Linked DNA regions of Mus musculus: region 1 is linked to region 2. The links are chromatin contacts, called in public HiChIP or PLAC-seq maps. All regions are on one chromosome and are shown on one strand. The core of a region is the stretch at or near the end of the contact, and the rest is flanking DNA. Distances in the headings are between cores, read along the strand shown.

What was found. HiChIP or PLAC-seq counts read pairs in DNA pulled down with a chosen protein or histone mark.
Region 1: a FOXA1 HiChIP or PLAC-seq map of pancreatic cancer cells shows a contact between it and region 2. The contact joins two enhancer-like sites. A contact is called at or near these places in 1 of 15 datasets of contacts at CTCF or cohesin (large pre-B cells), 1 of 484 Hi-C or Micro-C datasets (CD8 T cells), 5 of 115 datasets of contacts at active chromatin or transcription factors (CD8 T cells, memory CD8 T cells, pancreatic cancer cells and 1 more) and 1 of 9 other capture datasets (embryonic stem cells).

Annotation. Positions count from the first base shown.
Region 1 is chr3:52,575,285-52,578,365 of GRCm38.p6, reverse strand. No RefSeq gene overlaps it. Among named protein-coding and RNA genes, the nearest start is that of Gm40047, 3.3 kb to the left of the region's middle. Within about 2 kb of position 1,530, at least 40 of the 459 cell types and tissues checked have an H3K27ac peak or open chromatin away from gene starts, as enhancers often do. A contact at or near this core is called in pancreatic cancer cells, where this site is marked.
Region 2 is chr3:52,339,129-52,342,267 of GRCm38.p6, reverse strand. All of the region lies in intron 1 of Foxo1 (forkhead box O1), which reads right to left. Among named protein-coding and RNA genes, the nearest start is that of Foxo1, 72 kb to the right of the region's middle. Within about 2 kb of position 1,732, at least 19 of the 459 cell types and tissues checked have an H3K27ac peak or open chromatin away from gene starts, as enhancers often do. A contact at or near this core is called in pancreatic cancer cells, where this site is marked.

The DNA.
Region 1 (3,081 bases), core at 281-2,780, 240 kb before region 2:
GTGGAGGTGTGGCATGGGGTCCCTCTGAAGCTGTGTGGTGACTTCAGGTAACCAACTTCCAGCCAGCTCTAAGCAAAAGACCCACACAACTTGACATATGACATCTAGGCCTGGACATACCAGTCCCTTGATGAAGCCCAATGCATGTGGTGGCTTTAGTTGTCACTCAGAGGATTTTCTTTCACCACCATGTCACCAGATTTTTTTGTCTTTAATCTTGCTGTGTGAACATTTCTGACAAGTCACAACTGCTATATATACCATTCACCGACACTATTTCAAAGCCTTCCTGTGGCCCAAGTCCTTCTGGAAACTAAGACCAGCGGTCAAGGAAAAAGCAGATATGCGCAGACACAAGTTTTCCCTTGCCATTATGTTCACTTGTAATTATCACAGCACCTCCTGGGTCCTTACTTGTATCAACAGTCATCCATCCATACTTAGGCCACTACCTAAGGCTCAAAGATAGAGCTAAAGCCAATGAAATGACAGAAGATATGAGATTTCCGATTAAAATAGCTAGCCTAGTCTGATGGGCAGGCACTAGGACCCAGTAAGAGATTCTGTCTCAAAAAAATAAGGTGGGTGATTCCTGAAGAATGACACCCAAAGTTGACATCTGGCTTCCATGTGTAAATGCAGTTATGTGCATATACCTGCACGGGACACCTACACACACACACATGTGTGCACACACACACACACAAACACATAGGTGTCTCTTAAACACCTCAGGACACAAGAGAATCAAACTAGTAAGCATGACAGTGGTGTTCATTCTTAAATACCCAAAATGTTATAGAGCCTCGTTATGATCAAGACACACACAGAGTGATTTCTTCATCCCTTGTGACTCACAAAGTGGTCTTCAGAGGAAGAACGAGCCAATCCGATCTCTCTGGTCCCAGCCCACACACCCAAGCCAGGCATGGCTCATGTCCTTCTTGGGATACACTTCTTTGCTTGAATTAAAGACCATCTCAAAAGGAAACGATATTTTCTTAGCTTTCTACAGAACTACACTCTCTGGAGCAGGCTCTCTGATTTCTTGCTTGTTACAACCAAAGCTGGGAGGACAACCCCCAGGTTCCTTCAGTGGCAAGGAAGAAGTTGGGAGAGAAAAAGAGCCTCCTTGTGAAAGGCTTCTTTCCAAAGGCACGTACAGATGAATTCAAATCTGGGACTGCATCCAGGTGGAAATCTTGCCTGGAATGTCTAATGCATTCTTTCTGTTATTAAAACAATATAAGGAACCAGTGGCTCCTTGCTCCCCCGCATGTCATCAACTTGGTTCCTGCTGTGTTGATCATTTACAAGCTGACCTCAAGTGATGCCAGCCTAAAGACCTTTCCATCCTGGCTATTTCTGTTGCACAACAAACCTATGACTGCTGCCTATACTATTTCTACAAGAGTCGTTCAGAAAAACCAAGTCCTTTGCCAGAAGTGACACAACCACTGAGCTACTTCTTGTCTTGTTCCATAGCTCCACCCCACCGCCCTGCCCACAGCCAGTTGACTGATCCACTTTTCGGTTCTGCCTCCTTTCTATTCACACACAGAACTCCTTTTGTCTTTGGGGAAAGGTATTTCCAGGTGGCTATACACACGTGGCACTTTCTTATTCTGGCACAAAGGGGAGCCTTGCCCTGCTTGCCCCAGGGATCAGTGAGTCACCAACACACTGGGAGACAAAGCCTTTCTCAAAGACTAATGACTGGGAACCATAGAACAGGAGCTGAACAGGGGAAGACAGAGGGGGACAGAGGTAGACTTAACTTTGTCTTCCAACAGCCAGTTTGTGACTCTTCTTGGCCACCATATGGCCCAAAGAAACACGGAGTAAAATATGGAAAATTCATACTACACTTCTGCTATTGTGATAAAAAGCAACTTGGAGAAAAGGGGACTTATTTGGTTCACAATTCCAGGTTACCGTAATCAATTGTTCTGGGGACATCTGTGCAGGCAGTTAAAGTATCATGCTCACAGTTAAGAGTGGAAAGAGACTAAACTCATAGATCCTTACCTACTTGCTTTCTCTTAGCTAACTTTCTTCTTTCTTATACTATTCGGGATCCCCTGCCTAGGGAATTGGTGCTGCCAACAGTGGGATGGATCTTCTTACATTAATGCCTGCAGTTAAGTCAATCCCTACATACCCACAGCCAACCAAATCTATACACTTCCTCATTGATACCCTCTTCCCAGGTGATCCTAGGTTATATCAAGTCGATAGTTAGCCATCAAAAGCCCATCATGCTTTTCATCATGATTTTCAACTGGCCTTCCAGAAGGTCACCAATAGGGTTGGTAACTGCCTATCTGTGCTTTTTAGAGTAATTCATGGTTTGGCTTTAGGCATCCAGAATGGTGAGGATTACCCCTGGGAGTCCCAATAGCCAAGGAAAAATCTTATACAAAATGGAATCTACTGATCTCGTAACCTGCAGATCACCAAAGTCAAAGAACAAAGTTCCATCACTGTTTGTCACTGCCTCTAGCCTCTCTACTGGGCCATCCCTCTGGCTCTCTGAGGACATCCTATTTTATCTGAGGCTCAGAGCAGATGAAAAAGCAGTTGTAACATTTACAGCATCTACTGGGGAACAGCCAGTTGTCATGATCTCTGAGAATGAGGAAATACGATGGTACTTTATTTTCAAGTAGCCCGGGAGACTTCAATGATTGCATTAAAATTTTAATCACAAACTCCTTAAGTTAGAAAGAAAGAGAGAGAGAGAGAGAGAGAGAGAGAGAGAGGGAGGGAGAGGGAGAGGGAAGGAGGGAGGAAAGCCCACAAAGGATTCATTGTATAAAAGAGTTTCACCATTTGGAGTTCTTTTATAAATTTGTGTCAGATCACAATTTGCTGTCTGGGAAATGTAAATTAGTTATTAATGAGCCAAAATTCTAACATCAAAGGCTGTGCACCCACATGCCAGAGAGAAACAAAGAACTCTCCCAGCATAGCGACTGCTCCTAGCCGACCTGAATTCTGCATTCACTTTGACGTGCTCTGCTGCCACCGTATCAAGGAGATCGTTCCTCGAAGATGTAATGGCACAGTCACCTGCATCAT
Region 2 (3,139 bases), core at 483-2,982:
AAAGCCTGTGTCTGTACGATACCACTAGAGAAGGGCCAAGGCAACCATCTCTCTGTACCAACCACACTGCCCTCCCTGCTGGCTTTCTGGGCTCAGGGGAGCCGCAGACACATTCCTGATGCTTCTGGATGGCTGAACACTGCAAGCACATGCTAAGGGAGCCTGACACAAGCCAGTTCTGCCAGAAAGGTAGACACAAACCTGGTGTACCCCGATGCTCAACCTGTTCTGCTCCTGAGCACTCTGCTCTATGCCCCTATAGACCAGACTCCAAGTTCCTTAAACACAAGATTAAACTTAAGTTTCTAACCTCAAAGCCTCTAACAGGTGTTCTACACACATGAGCTCAATAAAACTTTGTTGACTGACACCCCAAAAACATTACAGGGAAGATGTGAGGTTTTAGGCATCTCTTAGGCATCTACCATTCATGTTCCACATTAGGACAGCTCATGGTACAGACAGCAGAAAAGGAAATAGGAAGGAAGGAGGACCCAGGCTACCCTCCAGAGGTTCTGTGAAAGGAAGGGAATAGTAAGAGTCATTTGACAAACCAACAGATGACCCCCACAGAGCTTTCTAGGAGCCGTCAACTTCCTCAGCTTCTATGTCAAGGACAGTTCAACATACTCAACAAGGCAGCATGTGTAAAAATGCCCGTCTCCATCAATAGGAATGAAGTTAGTTAATAACACTACTAGGACACCAGCATCTTTAGAATAATAATGTTTTGTACATGTATATAAGATATACATATAAGATAACCAGATTCCAGTGTTCCAACTAGTATAAAGCATTCATGTTATTTATGGGAAATAGCAACTCGTGTCAAGGAAGGGTCTGATGGTTTCTCAACACACACATTGCCTAAATTTACACACTACAGTCAGTTTTCTAGTCCTGGCTGGCCAAAACAGATCTGCTTTAATGACCATAGCTGGGTCTCTCCACTGGGTCGGTTTTGAATGAGATCTACTGTACTGTCCTAGGGTGGGAAATGTCAGGCACATAGAGACACAGGACAGGGTTATTTTGTTCTTTGTTCTTCCAACCAAGATGTTTTTATCCTCCCAGTCAAAAGCAATTATCAGGCAATCACTGAAGTGCAGAATCTATAAATATGCATTTACCTTGAAGTTTTAAATCTCACACAAAAAACTATGTCTAACAATGTGCTATAGAACATACATAATATATCTGAACTGCATGAACAACTTGAAGCCCTATCAAAAAAGGGCATGAGATTTAAAAGCAAAACAAAACATTGGAAACTACTCATCCATCATAGTAGACTTCTAGGAATGCTGAATCTCCAACAAAAATCGGAGGTGAGGACCGAGTCATAAGTTAGTCAAACATAGACTCCGTGCCTGCCTCTCACCACCCCCTAAGCCTGCTGGAAACCCTGCCCTGCCCCTGCTTACTGGTTTCAGTTCCTGTCACCTGCTGGATCTGGTGCTTCCGAGGCATCTCTCTTCATCCTGATTGCCAGGTCCCTGGCTCTCAGAACCCTGGCGTCTGACCTGAACCATACTTTAGCGCTTGAGCTTCTCAGCCGTGCGAAGGCCACTACCTGCTGGCCTGGCCTGGGTCTTTTTACATTTCCTATTTCTTTCTACTTTTCAATTCTAGGTGCACCCTTGGTCTTTCTTTCCATACAGTAATAACCACCAGGCAGCAATTTATGCTGATTGCACCTTGCTCATGAAATCCTGGCCTTTGTACCTTACGGCTCTTCCTTTCTAGTGTACTGTTGTGGCTACATCTCTTCTCACCCTACGGGGTAGTCTACACGTAGACAGGTGTCACTGGTCACACTTTAGAAAGGGGGAAACTAGAGCAGAAAGAAGCTCCCTCCCATTAGCTAGAACTCGGGCAAGACTTTGTGATTCCCTACTACACTGCTGCAAGCTGACAAAACCACCTCTTAGTACTCACTTGTATCAAGAAGCAAAGCAACACACTGGAGTAACATGAGTACACAACACACTGGGGGAGAAGTAGTCATTGCACTTACTGCTTTATAAAACCCAGCGTTTGCCCTAATGGCTAGTCAATGTACACAATAAGACTTGCTACCCTGTGGGTGCTTTATGACAGAAGCTACGCTGAGTTTCAGGTATGCATTTTCCCAGGGAAAGCCTATGTAAAGAGGCTACGAGAACTCACAAGGAAAACGAAATGGTCCCTAGAGACCCCCGTCTGCTGAGAAGTGCCACCTGACTGCATAGGTGTCGACAACAAACACAAAGAATCTCATGCTCAGAGACTGGAACATATGGCTAAAAAGCGCCCAGTTGTAGGAATTTTGGAAATTCTTTAAAAAATGCTAGACAAACTAGATTTTCCCAAAGTATTTTCCCTCATTTTTGAGCTTTCTAATTGTGTGCAGCTGTTACAGACACCCAGCAACTATCGATGCCACCTCGTGCTTCCTTTTTACACTGCTATGTGAAAACACACTCAAGATTCAGAGTAGCAAAGCCCACTCCACTACTCAGAGTTCCGATTTGAGTTACTACTAATAATGACTAGTGTCCAGTGTGCTTGTGAGAAGGAAATCATGAGACATTTACTCGACAGTCTGTGTGCATTTAGACATAAATTGTTAATAGTGTACATGAAATTTGACTCAAAAGCATGTTGTAAGAGAAGCCTTGCTTTTTCTCCATAAAGATGGTTTCATTTCAGAGCTCTATTCTCACCTGAGCACCCTCTAAACCATAACCTGTCTACACTAAAGTCCTGACACTTCTCTGGTGATCCCAAAGCTGTCCTCAAAGCTCTAACACTCACCATTCATCTGGTCTACACTCTAAGACACGACCGTCTTTCTAGGCCATCTGACATGGAACTGTAGTTACCAAACTGCTGTGGATTCCCATTTTGCTCCAAAGTGCTTCATCTTATTCAAAGCATTCCAGAGTAAAGAAAATTCCTCTAAAGCGATCTTCCATAGTACACAGGGTGGGGGAGATACAGTTGTCATGTAAAATAGCAGCAAAAAGGAGAGGCGAGGGGACTCGTGGGTAGCATGGGAAGCCTCCCTGAGATGGAGGTGGTCCTAGAATGAGTCAGTCAGGGTCTCAATGAGTATTGGCTCTTAACACCTGTCAATGGCTATCAGAGGACTACACAG